2 separate regions of the Sus scrofa genome follow, and region 1 is linked to region 2. The links are chromatin contacts, called in public HiChIP or PLAC-seq maps. All regions are on one chromosome and are shown on one strand. The core of a region is the stretch at or near the end of the contact, and the rest is flanking DNA. Distances in the headings are between cores, read along the strand shown.

Region 1 (6,692 bases), core at 2,033-4,532, 290 kb before region 2:
AAAGTCTTTCTAACTCAAAATTTTAGTCATAAGAGGAAACTTTGATGAATTTGACTGCATAAAAAGGAAAACCCTCTGCCTGTTCCCCTCCCCAAAATCTGCTCTGAGCAAAATCAAAAGACAAATGTCCAAGTGAGAAAAATATCGGCTACTCTTCATATCACCGACAAAGGGCTAATCAAAAAAAGAAAAACCATCTCAATAGAAAATAGGCAGAAAATATGAACAGGTAGTTCAAGGAAACAAAAACATATGAAAAGAAGCTTAAAGTCACTCACAAGAAATACGTAAATCAAAACTGCTCTGAGGAGTTCCCACTGTGGCCCAGTGGAAACGAATCCCACTAGTATCCACAAGGACGCAGGTTCGATCCCTGGCCTTGCTCAGTGGGTTAAGGATCCAGGGTTGCCGTGGTCTGTGGTGTAGGACACAGACAAGGCTCAGATCCGGCATTACTTGTGGCTGTGGCGGGGGCCAGCAGCTGCAGCTCCAATTTGACCCCTAACCTGGGAACTTCCACATACTGCAGGTATGGCCCTAAAAAAAAAACCAAACAACAACAAAACAAAAACAAACAAATAAACTGCTCTGAGATACAATGTTCACCTAACGGATAGGCAAAAAATCTATAAATTCAAAAATATACTCTAATGACAAAGCAATAGAGAAATACATATTCTCATCCATTGCTAGTAGGAGTATAAATTGGTAAGATGGCCACCACTTGACAATATTCCTCGAAATTACAAAATGATATCCTCTGACCCCGAAATTCTATTTCGAGGAATTTATCTTATGAAAATACTTACACAGTTAAGAAATGAAACATATACATGGTTATTCATTACAGTATTAGTAAAAGATAAGAAACAACCTAAATATACATTAATTAGAAGCTGGCTGGATTTCCCATTGTGGCTCAGTGGTTAACGAATCTGACTAGGAACCATGAGGTTGTGGGTTCGACCCCTGGCCTTGTTCAGTGGGTTAAGGATCTGGCATTGCCATGAGCTGTGGTATAGGTCACAGACGAGGCTCAGATCTGGCGTTGCTGTGGTTGTGGTGTAGGCTGGTGGCTACAGCTCTGATTCGACCCCTAGCCTGGGAACCTCCATATGCCCAGGGAGCAGCCCCAGAAAAGGCAAAAAGATTAAAAAAAAAAAGAAGCTGGGTAAGTGAAATATGGTATATCTATGTAGTGCAGTACTATACAATTATGTTAAAAAAGAGAGAGAAGGTAGTCTGTTTACCATACTAAAAAATGCAAAGGACAGAATAGTGTATACAGTGTGCTAGCTTTTGCATGAAATGTTTAAAAGTGAAAAAATAATATTGATTCTGAATTGGTTGAATATGCATATAGAATGTCTGAAAGAATAAAGAATTGCTTAATAGTGGCGGCTAGGGCTAGGGTTGGAGAGGTAGGTAGTGCTGGTGAATTTGGAACAGAGGTAAGAGCAACACTTTCCAATATGTACTGTTTTTAAATCTATTAAAATTTTTAAAAAGAAATGTCAGTTCAAATAAGCAGTAAGGAACTTCACAGAGGGAATGATAAGGATATTAACATGAACAAAACCCATAATTCAAATATACTATTTTGGAGAGTAGCTAAACATTTTTCATGTTGCCTTTTTTTTTTTTTTTTTTTTTTTTTTGGCCTTTTTAGGGCAGCACCCTAAAAAGGTTCCCAGGATAGGAGTCCAATCAGAGCTGTAGCTGCTGGCCTACACCACAGCTCACAGCAATGCCAGATCCTTAACCCACTGAGCAAGGCCAGGGATCGAACCTGCATCTTCGTGGATGCTAGTCGGGTTTGTCCACCACTGAGCCACAACAGGAACTCCCATGCTGCCTTTCTATAATACTTTTTGAAATGGATGGTTGAAAGAGGAAAGGGAGTTGATTTTAATAAAACATATCCCATTTCCAAAAAGTAGTTTGTAAATGTTTTAGCTCATCTGTATTGTCCCTAGAGTGATGTGCTGCTTTATCTGCACAACTTTAGCACACATGCTATTAAAAAAAGTTTTCTAGTTGATAATTATTAGTGTGCTTGGGGATTTGGGGACACTAGAAATTCATGCTGAACGAGGAAGCACACCCTCTTCCCATTTCCCTTCCACCTGGAGGACCAACTTCAATTCTAATGACCCCACTTTAAAAAAAAAAAAAAAAAAAAAAAAAAAAAAAACCTCTCTTAATAAATAGAGTTCCTGAAAACTTGAGATCCAGGCTCCAAAAAAGTATCTGGGTAGAATGGCTAATGGAAACTAGCCATAGGGTAGCCAGAGGCCAGAAAAGAAACCCAGGACATCTCAAGAGATCAGAAACACCCAAGCCATCTTTAAAACATACCCAGTGACTGTGTTACCCCAGTAAAGAAATATTCTTCCTTACTAATAATGAAAAAGCAATAATACTACAAATGAAATATGATTGGATTTACGTTTGTTAAAAGTGGTAAAATGTAAAGCACTCTATCGAAATTCCACTAAGTAGATGGAGGGGCAAGAGAAAAGCAGAGGATTAAGAGTTACAAACTGTTACCTGTACAAAATAAATAAGCCACACGGATATACAGTAGAGTACAGCACAGGGAGGATAGCCAGTATTCTATAATAAATATAAATGGAATATCATGTATAAAAATATTGAATCGCTATGTTATAGACCTGAAATATAAACCTGCAAATCACTATACTTCAATTAAAAAAAAAAAATTCATGGAGTTCCCCTATTGTGGCTCAGCGGGTTAAGAACCCAACAATATCCATGAGGATGTGGGTTCAATCCCTAGCTTCAATCAGTGGGTTAAGGATCTGGTGCTGCCACAGGCTGTGACATATGTGGCAGATTCAGCTCAGATGCCCTGTGCTGTGGCTTAGCGTAGGCCAGCAGCTGCAGCTCCAATTTGACCCCTAACCCAGGAACTTCCACATGCAGCAGGTGCAGCCCTAAAAAGAAAAAGAATTAAAAAAATAATAATAATTTAAAAATCCACTCAGTAGAAAAGATGAGATTGAGGCACTTGCACCCTCTTCCCTCAAAGGAGGATTTTAAAGGTCCAGATTTGCCTGAATTATTCCCTTCCTTTCCTCTCCTACTTCGAGAAACAGCAACACCATTAACAGGAGCTTCTCAAAAAAGAAAATAAAACATTTTGGCAAAAGTTGGTTGATGACCACTAAGATGAAGAGGGGAAGGGTTAGCAGTTCCCCCGCCCAAGACCAACCCCGGGGTTAGTCACTCCTTCTTGCTGCTGATCTCTTAGCTCTAAAACGAGCCAACAATCTAAAAACGCAACCAAGAGTGACAGTTGTCTGCTCCACCACGCTCCCTCCCGTCAGGGATCTGTGACATGTTTATAACCCACGTATACACGTGCGTGTTCATGTGTTTGTGTGCTTACACCAATATACGTATATGTATGAGACATAAATATAATTAGATCCAGATTGTGTGTAAAATACACACAAACACAACTTTTTAGCCATTAGAGGTAACAACTGAAATGGAAGCTAATTTTCAAAACTTAACTCATCCTGCGCTATAGCCATTTCACAAACGAGAATTTTTATTTTGTTACATGGTGTGTGCGCTTACCTGTGACCACTACATACAAAAAAATAGGAGAGCAATGGTAATGTCATTGTTTCCATTTAAAAAAATATTAAATTGTTACCTACTCACTAAAATATTAAGTAAAAACCGGAGAAAATCAACAATGAGCATAAATTACAATTCTTCCCAGAAGAGTTTAGTATCTCCTACAGTTTCTAAGCCACATTAATAACAGAAAGCAAGCATTACATTTCACACTGAAAATGTATGGGAACATTAAAATCTATTTTAAACGTGCAACATCTATCAAAACCTGAGGGTTCTAGAGCATTTTCCAGCGACGCTGGTATTTTCTTTAAACACCTACAAATTAAATCGATCTCAAGAATATGTCAGCCTGTTTAAAAATAGTTGTGGCAAAAAAAGAAGTTAAAAATCCCAGAAGAAAATGAATATGCTGCTTCAAAGTGGAGGTAAACAAATTATATGTTAATTCACAGAGAGTATTTCTAATTAAACAAAGTGTCTCCTCCCCTCAAAAAGGGCAAAGTTAAAATTAGATTGCTTATTTTATTCATGGACGGTCCTAATTATAGCATCTAGCTATCAGAGTATCATGGATATTACTTTCATCAAACTTTGTTTTAATATTTATCTAAGACTGTACAATGGCCTGATTCAGAAGAGTTCAAAAACCTCGGAAATGAGAAACTGAGGGAGTCATGGTAATGGAAAAACCATGAGCAGTTAAATAAGGCTGGAATTTATTTTAACTGACACGCAAATTATTTTAATGTTGAAGGACCATGAGAGAAAAAAATCCCAATTCTTAAAACTATACTTTAAACCAATAAACTCCAAAACAGGGTATATAAACAGGGTATTTGGAGTAGAAAGAAAATACATTAAAATTTTAATCTTAGGAGTTCCCTTGTGGTGCAGCAAATTAAAGATCGGGCATTGCCACTGCAGCAGCTCGGGTCCCTGGTCCTGAAACTTCCACATGCCACAGGAGTAGTCAAAAAAAATTTTTTTTCCTCTTTTTACAGTCACACCTGCAGCATAGGGAAGTTCCTGGGCCAAGGGTCAAACTGGAGCTGCAGCTACCACCTACGACACAGCCATGGCAACTGCAGATCCTTAACCCACTGAGCACGACCAGGACGAACCCCCGTCCCCACAGAGACAACACTGAGTCCTTAACAAGCAAAGCCACAACAGGAACTACTCCCCTCCAAAAATTTGTAATCTTAAAAAAATAGGAAAGACTCTGAGCGGTGCTGGTATTTAATATTCAAACTGACACTGGCACCCACCCTCTATCCCTTGGTCAGATGGTCTCATCAAGTACAGTTTCAACTTATGTTCCATTCAGATTTCCTCAGTGGTAGTTTCACAAAGAAACAGGAATTTTCAGTAGGAATTTTACCAAGTTACTTTCATAAATTTTACTGAAGTTTATGGGCATCGGATTAAGTGAGTTATGTTATATTGCCTTAACTAAATAACTCACACCCAATAGAGAAATGGCTTTAAAATATTCCTAGAAAGGAATATAAGGATGAGGATAGTAATAATGCAAACACAAGCCAATAAAAGGAAAATGGCAGAGCTGAACACCCTTTTAACCACGATAACTGATACACACAGATGCCAATTAGACCTATGAAAAAAGAACCCCACAAAATCAACCAGAATTCATCTGAAAGATGGATTTATGTCCACTACCAAAACAATCATAGTCCTAAATACATACTATCCTCTGATCATTAATGAGAATATGAAGCTATCACTATTAGCAAGATACCTAAAAATTAAATATCCAGACCGTAAAGACAAATATTTACTTTTTTTTTTGGTCTTTTTGCCATTTCTAGGGCTGCTCCCATGGCATATGGAGGTTCCCAAGCTAGGGGTCGAATCGGAGCTGTAACTGCCAGCCTACACCACAGCCACAGCAACTAGGGATCCCATCCACATCTGTGACCTACACCACACACCACAGCTCATGGCAATGCCGGATCCTTAACCCACTGAGCAAGGCCAGGGATCGAACCCCCAACCTCATGGTTCCTAGTCGGATTTGTTAACCACTGAGCCATGACAGGAACTCCGACAAATGCTTACATTTTTTTAAAGCTATGTTTAAAGCCATGCAATCAATTCTCAATCCAGTTTTTCAACATTTTCCAACACCTACTAAGTATTCCTAACAATAACAAATAGTTACATAAGGAAATACTTCGCCCTTCCAATGGTAAAAATGGGTACATGATTTTAAAAAAACATATAGTGACGAAATACAATCCTTAATCAATACATATTATCAGAAGAAGGAAAGGAAAGACTGCATAGTGTTTGAAGAAAGAGCAAACTACATGGTCCAAGAGATTGGATATAAGATAAAATGAAGACACACTTCTTCCACATCTCAGCTTAAGGTATTTGCTAGATGGTTTCTTAAATTAAACACGCTGCCTTTGTGTGTGTGAAGAACTAAAGAAAAGTTTTACTGAGGAAGATGCAATCCCAATAGCAAATTTCCTCTTTTATAAACGTTATGTGTAACTTCTGTTGGAGCAGCTGCTTTAACTAGAAAAGGGATTCTCAGATAAATCAGAGAAAAAGGGATTCTTAGCAATTCATGTGAATGTCACTCAATGAGTCATTCAGATACAGGCAAGTTATTGCAGCAAAAAAGTTGAAATAAATGTGCACTAAATGCTCTAGGATTATCATCAGTGTGGTTAAATTTTATTTTAAAAAAATCTTTAAAGTAGAAGAATCATTAGGGTCTTTTTAATGAGATGAGGAATATCTAAAAATGCCTTTTCCTCTATTAAGCTTGCTAGCTCCCTACTGTAAAGAACTTAAAAGAACTATTGAATATAAAAGATGGGCTATGGGTTTTTCTTGTACAAAAAGAAAACACATTCAAAATTTGCTGAGCTTTTCTGTGATAAAAGGTTAAGCTACCAAGCAGAATCTTCAAAACAAACACACTTGAACCTGTACCTTCAATGTAAAAGGAACAATTGTCACAGTTTGTGAGGGAACAACTGATTTTTGGAGTAATTTCTAAGGGAATTTAAAAACTGGAGGTTTCAAATCAGTCACAAAATCTTCCA
Region 2 (6,402 bases), core at 3,836-6,335:
CCAAAACACCGAGAGGGTCTGAATTTGCCTCAGGTGGACCTTCGGGCTTTGAATCACACAAGTGATTGCCTGACCCAGTGGCTGCTCTCTGGTCAGGATGGCCATTTTTCCATCTGTGATGTTTGCCAGGACTTCTGATCTTTGCCATCTGTGAATGTCTGGCCATACCCTTCATCTTGCTAGAGTAATAAGAAAAATGCAATTCTTAATGTAGAAAGTACTGACGTTTTAAGAAAAATCTGAAAAAGACTACTCAATGCAAAAGAAACTTGGCTATCAAATCAATCATTTACAGCCTAGTACATTAAAGAGACCAGAATAAAAGAAATTCAATGGCTTCCAAAGACAAAAAACTTTATGGAAGAATTTTAAAAGGATATCACACCACAAGATATCATACTTTATCAATTCCAAGACCCATATTTCCTCCTATGTTTTAATCCCTCTGAAATCGGGTGATATTGTACAATGAATAACAGGTGAATTTAGTTGGCAGCATTCCTTCATTCCTATTATTTATTAAAGTGTTCCTTAGACTTTACAAAGAGTGTTAACTCTTGTTTACTTAGTTTTAAGGAGATTTAAAGTTACTGAAGTGTTTACAAATATGTTATCTTGCTTCTTGTTAGATCTTCATGACAAATCCTTGAAATAAAGTAGATAGGTACTATTCTCTTCAAGTTATAGGAGGATAAATGTCAAGATTATATACAGACCAAGCACAATCTCACAGCTAGCTCAAATTAAGTGCCTTCACAACCACTGCAGTAAATACTCTTAGGAGGAAAACAAATAGTTATGTAAACATATACTGATGTAAACTAAGTGTCAGGGAAAAAAAAAAAGACAATTTAAAAAAGGTTCTCAATGGACAATAATAAAAGGTAAAAAATACTAAAGCACATAATAATCAAATTGCTCTAAGCCAATGATAAAATCTTAAAAGCAACCAGACATAAAAGGCATTTTGTATAGAGGAATGAGGTAACAATGACAGCAGATTTCTCAGTGGAAACAGTGCAAATGATAAGACAATGGGGCAGTATCTTTAAAGTACTATAAATTTTTTTAGAACTGTGAACCTAGAATTGAGTATCTAGCAGAAATGTCTTTCAAAAGGAAGGTAAAATATCTAGACCTTTTCAGACACAAAGCTGAAAGAAGTCATCTCAGACAGACCCTCACTACAAGAAATGTTAAAGGAAGTCTTTTAGGCAAAAGGAAAATGGTACCAGATGGAAAGATGGATGAAGAATACCAGAAAGGGTAACTATAGAGGCACACCAACCACCAGCTAACCAACCCTCAAATGTGACTAAGCCTTGTCAAGATCAGCATATAACCCCCAAATGACCCCAGATATCTGAGCAATTAACACTATTGTATGGGAAAAAAAGTAAAAATGTAAGTCACAAACTGCAAGACTATATCTGTACTACCTATACTTTATGCAAAAAAGGATTTGTATCTATGTAAATAAGTGCTACAAATCAAGAAAAGAAACCCAATTAAAAACTGGTCAAAGACTTGAACTGGCACTTCATAAGTGAATATCAAAATGACAAGCATATAAAAGATGTCCAACACTGGAGTTCCCTGGTGTCCTAGTGGTTAAGGAGTTGTCACTGATATGGCTCAGGTTCAGTCCCTGGCCTGGGAACTTTCTCATGCTATGGGCATGGCCAAAAAAAAAAAAAAAAGATGTTCAACATCATTAGTCATGACCAAAATGGTATATAACATGAGGAAAGGTGTAAAATAGCATGCACTGACCAGGACACAAAGCAATGAGATGGAGTCAAAAGGAGTATAAATTAGTACAACCATTTTAGAAAACCGTTTGGCTGTATCTATTGTACCTAAACATATAGTATGACCTGGTGTGTGTGTAAACAAGTACCTATGTCCACAAAAGGCACTTAAAAGAATGTTCACAGCAGTTTTATTCGTAATAGCCCAAACTGGGAACAACCCAAATGTCCAATAGTAACATGAATATATTTTCACAACTGAGTTCTATATAGCAACAATATGGATGAATCTCATAATTTTGAGCCACAGAAATTATAAACCAAAGAAGACATACATGATCCCACTTATACAAGGTTCTAAGAACGTTAAAATAAGTCTATGATGATGGAACTAAGAAAAGAGTTTATCTTTATGGGGAGGAACTGAACTAGGGAGGCCTAAGAGAGAAAGTGTTGAGATGTGAAGATGTGATTAATCTATGTGGAAGTGAGATTAGCTAGATTACCTGGGTATATAGTTATGTGAGTGTGTATAAATTCATCGAGTTGTACACTTCAATACAAAATACAATGGAGGAGTTCCCGTCGTGGCGCAGTGGTTAACAAATCTGACTAGGAACCATGAGGTTGCGGGTTCGATCCCTGCCCTTGCTCAGTGGGTCAAGGTTCTGGCGTTGCCGTGAGCTGTGGTGTAGGTTGCAGACACGGCTCGGATCCTGCATTGCTGTGGCTCTGGTGTAGGCTGGCAGCTACAGCTCCGATTTGACCCCTAGCCCGGGAACCTCCATATGCCGCAGGAGCGGCCCAAGAAATGGCAAAACAAAACAAAAACAAAAAAACAAAAAAAATACAATGGAAAAATTTCTTTGAAGGTGAGGGATGAGGGAAAATGGGGTGTCTCATATATTCTGGTGGGAGAGTAAACTAGGATAGCTCCTATGATAGGTATTTAGCAATTAGCTATTGGTATTACAAATACACATGTGTCTTTGACTCAGCAAATCCAATCCTAGGACTCCATCCTCAGAAATAACTGCACATGTGTAAAATGTATATACAGGCAGAGCATCCATGCCTGCCCACTTGCACCTCTCACAAGCGTCCTATCTTAATAAATCTTCTTGCCTTAAAAAAAAAAAAAAAAGGATATATAGAGCAACAATGATAACTTTTTATTAATAAAAGATTGGTGAAAAAATACACTATTATTTATATGCTGTATACAAATGAAATATCTCTAGAAGAGTAAAATGGGTTGCCTCTGGGGAGAAGAACTATTTAGCTAGGAGACAAAGACAGAAAAGATTTGTTACTCTAAATCTTTTTGAAAACCCATGAATACAGAGAATTGCTTATTTTAAAATTTAAAATACAATTTTCAAAAAATTTAAGTAAAAAACTTAGAAAAGCAAATATTCTAGAATTGGAAGTATAGAGGTTTTAGGATTTTGGTATATGCTCTTTTTTATTACTATTTTTGAGTACATATATTCATAAAATAAGCATGAAGAGAGTTCCTGTCGTGGCGTAGTGGAAATGAATCTGACTAGGAACCATGAGGTTGCAGGTTCAATCCCTGGCCTTGCTCAGTGGGTTAAGGATCCAGTGTTGCTGTGGCTGTGGTGTAGGCTGACTGCTGCAGCTCCGATTACATACACCCCTAGCCTGGGAACCTCCATATGCCGCAGGCACAGCCCTCAAAAGATGAAAATAAATAAATAAATACATAAAATAAAGTAAGCATGAAGGCCGCAAGCAATTTTAAGGAACTTACCCATATTGCGTTGTTGTCAACACTGCTCCACTCTTTTCCTTTTCAAGTTTTAACTTTTTCTTCCTTTCGATATTAGCCAGAGTTGGGTAGTTTCTAGACAACAAAAAGAAGTGCATTTTAAAAGGGCTTTTAGAGGCCAGCTGTAATTATGCAATCAAGCAGTTACTGCTTTAACCATTTTTGTTTACCTGATGACTAATACAATAAATTGATAAAAACTTTTAATTCTTTCTATGAACTTTTAATTCATCCCTTTTTAAGGGTGAAAAAGCAGGCTACAATGATGCTACTCAAAGCATAGAACAGCTGCCAGTCCACTAACTTTGCTACCAGTCTGTTACCAGGTAAGGAGCTTACAGCAGAATTCAAATCAAATGTCATATCAAGTGGTGTAGTTCATTTATTTGGCACATACCCATAAACATTATAAGAAAATGTATTTTTTTACTTGTACTTATGCAAATACATACTAGTAGGTACATCCAGAGTTACTAAGGAAGAAACAGTCCTCAAAAATGGTACAGTCTAGCAAGAAGCATAAAAAGAAGGACAGTTATTTCTGAAGAACAGCTGTAATAAAGGGCAAAATATAATAAGCAACCCAAGGAGTAGAAAGATGGGAGGATGGGAAGGAAAGATCCTATCTAGATGGATATAGCCACAAAGGAACATGAAAAGCGCTGGCCTTAAATGGTCTTAACAGACAGAAATAAGATGGAAAAGTTTCAGGGTGTTCCAGGCAAAGCAAACAGCGTGTAGACAAACCAAGGCCTCGGAAAGCGTGAGATATCCAAGGAATGGCAAATGGTTTGTTTTCTAAGAGACATATAGTTATAGGCAATCAGATCAGCAAGGGAGGCTGGGGCCAAAATGGCCTTGAATGCCAAACCAGAAAGCTTATATACAATTTGGCGGCAATGGGGAGCCACTGAAAGTTATCAACAGGGAGAGATATGAAGGAGGCAGTGGGTAAGATTAAATCTGACAGCAATGTGCAAGATGAATTGCTCTGACAAAGCTTTCTTTGTTCCTTCGCACAGGTGTGTGGAGATGGAGACACCAAACTTCGGTGGTGAGAGCATCAGATCCTACAAGCATAAAAGGCATGGGGGCGGGGGGACACAGCTCTCTACCACTCAGCCTGGCTGCTCACCAGAGGAAAGTTTGAGAAACATCAACAAAGCATGTTCTGCCATTGTTTCGAGGACACTGTTTCCACCCTCGTCTTTTTTTTAACATCTGCATCACTGATTTGGATAGCACAGACAACATGAAGCCCATGGACACACTGGAAGATGAGAATGGAAATGACATTGAGTAAGAGGTGAAGTAATCAGAAAAAAAGGCAATGAATTTCAATGAGAACAGTGCAAAGCCATTATCCAGCCAAGAAAAATAAACTCCATAAATAAAAGATGATTAATGTACAAGCTATAAATAAACATAAGACGAAACGATCAAGGTCACGGGAGATAAAAATCTGACAGCCAGTCAGCACCACATGACTACGCTTTTGGAAAGGAAACATAATCTAGGTTATATGAGATGGAGTCTGGCACAGGTATGAGTGTGAAATCATCCCCTCATGATACTCAAAAGTGATCAGAAACTCTCAGGGCACCACGTCCAGTTTTGTACTGCTAAACTGAAAAGGAATGCTGAGGGAAAATAAAACTTGGAAGGGGTTCAGAAGAGACTCAAAGATGATTAACAGGATGAAAAATAAAACCTCTGAGGAAAGATGAAAGGATCTGGAACTATTTGCAACCTTTAAAAGAGGAAGAGAAGTGACAATAAACGATCTGATGGAGAAGATGGCAGCCAGCTGTTGGCAATCTGAAGACAGACTACACAGAAGTGGAAATGATGAGAAAAAAGGTGATGACTTTCACAGGCCCCACAGTGTCTAGACGTGTAACTCACAGCTACTCAACACCCTTCACTTCTCTGAAATTCACTTATTCTTACTACTTGTGTTTCTTTAACATTTTTTCTTCTGAGTATTGCAGGCCAGCCCTTAATATGTTGGGCCATATGCTAAACATGAAATACTTGGTCCTTCACTGTCTCATCTATAAACAAGCACACATTCTGTAACTGCTTCTCAATGGTAAGGAATAGAAACGTCTGTCATAGCAAGTGGATTTTAGGTGAGATGTGAGAAAGAATTCCTTAAACGAGATATCAGGATATTGTGAGAACTCCTTTGATGGAAGTCTCCAAAGCAGCTCACTTTTTCCTTCTGGCTGATTATAGGTATCACTTTCCTAAAGCTAAGGGATCTTTATATCCCTGCCAAAGTTATAAGATTCTATTTTACAGAGTTCCCATTGTGACTCAATGGATTAAGAACCTGACATTGTATCTATCCATAAGGAGGCAGGTTCAATCCCTGGCCTCACTCAATGGGTTAAGGATCCGGCATTGCTCTAAGCTGCAGCACTGGTTGCAGATGCGGCTAGGATCCCACATTGCTGTGGCTGTGGTGTAGGCAGGAGGCTGCAGCTCTGATTTGACTCCTAGCCCAGAAACTTCCATATGCTGTGAATGCGGCCATAAAAAGAAAAAAAAAAAAGATTCTATTTTTCAGTGCTTAAATTAATAAAATCTTCCAAAAGGCATACCATTCTTATTTATACAGAACCTAGAGACAAAAACCAGAGTACACAAGGCTGCTAGAAAGCAAATTACTCCCCCCCAAAGGGAAACACAACTTAGTCACTCATACAACAATAACCAGGAAGCCCCTTCAAGAATAAGGAAAAGTCTGGATCTTTGATAAAGGGCCCAGGTCAGGTTTCTAAAGTAGATAAATCCAAAGCAAACTGTTGAAAAAAAATCACCAATTGTCTTATACTGCACAACTACACACCAGTA

Evidence for each region. HiChIP or PLAC-seq counts read pairs in DNA pulled down with a chosen protein or histone mark.
Region 1: an H3K27ac HiChIP or PLAC-seq map of skeletal muscle shows a contact between it and region 2. The contact joins two enhancer-like sites. A contact is called at or near these places in 8 of 47 Hi-C or Micro-C datasets (brain, embryonic fibroblasts, fetal heart ventricle and 5 more) and 1 of 2 datasets of contacts at active chromatin or transcription factors (skeletal muscle).

Annotation. Positions count from the first base shown.
Region 1 is chr11:22,568,466-22,575,157 of Sscrofa11.1, reverse strand. The region is part of intron 1 of TSC22D1 (TSC22 domain family protein 1); the gene reads right to left. Among named protein-coding and RNA genes, the nearest start is that of TSC22D1, 53 kb to the right of the region's middle. Within about 2 kb of position 3,282, at least 1 of the 83 cell types and tissues checked has an H3K27ac peak or open chromatin away from gene starts, as enhancers often do. A contact at or near this core is called in skeletal muscle, where this site is marked.
Region 2 is chr11:22,281,819-22,288,220 of Sscrofa11.1, reverse strand. It overlaps NUFIP1 (nuclear fragile X mental retardation-interacting protein 1), which reads right to left. Exons shown (of 10, transcript XM_001927425.5): 6 at 3,526-3,618; 7 at 1-179. LOC102159419 reads left to right here. Exons shown (of 3, transcript XM_021065393.1): 3 at 3,787-5,002. Among named protein-coding and RNA genes, the nearest start is that of NUFIP1, 18 kb to the right of the region's middle. Within about 2 kb of position 5,085, at least 5 of the 83 cell types and tissues checked have an H3K27ac peak or open chromatin away from gene starts, as enhancers often do. A contact at or near this core is called in skeletal muscle, where this site is marked.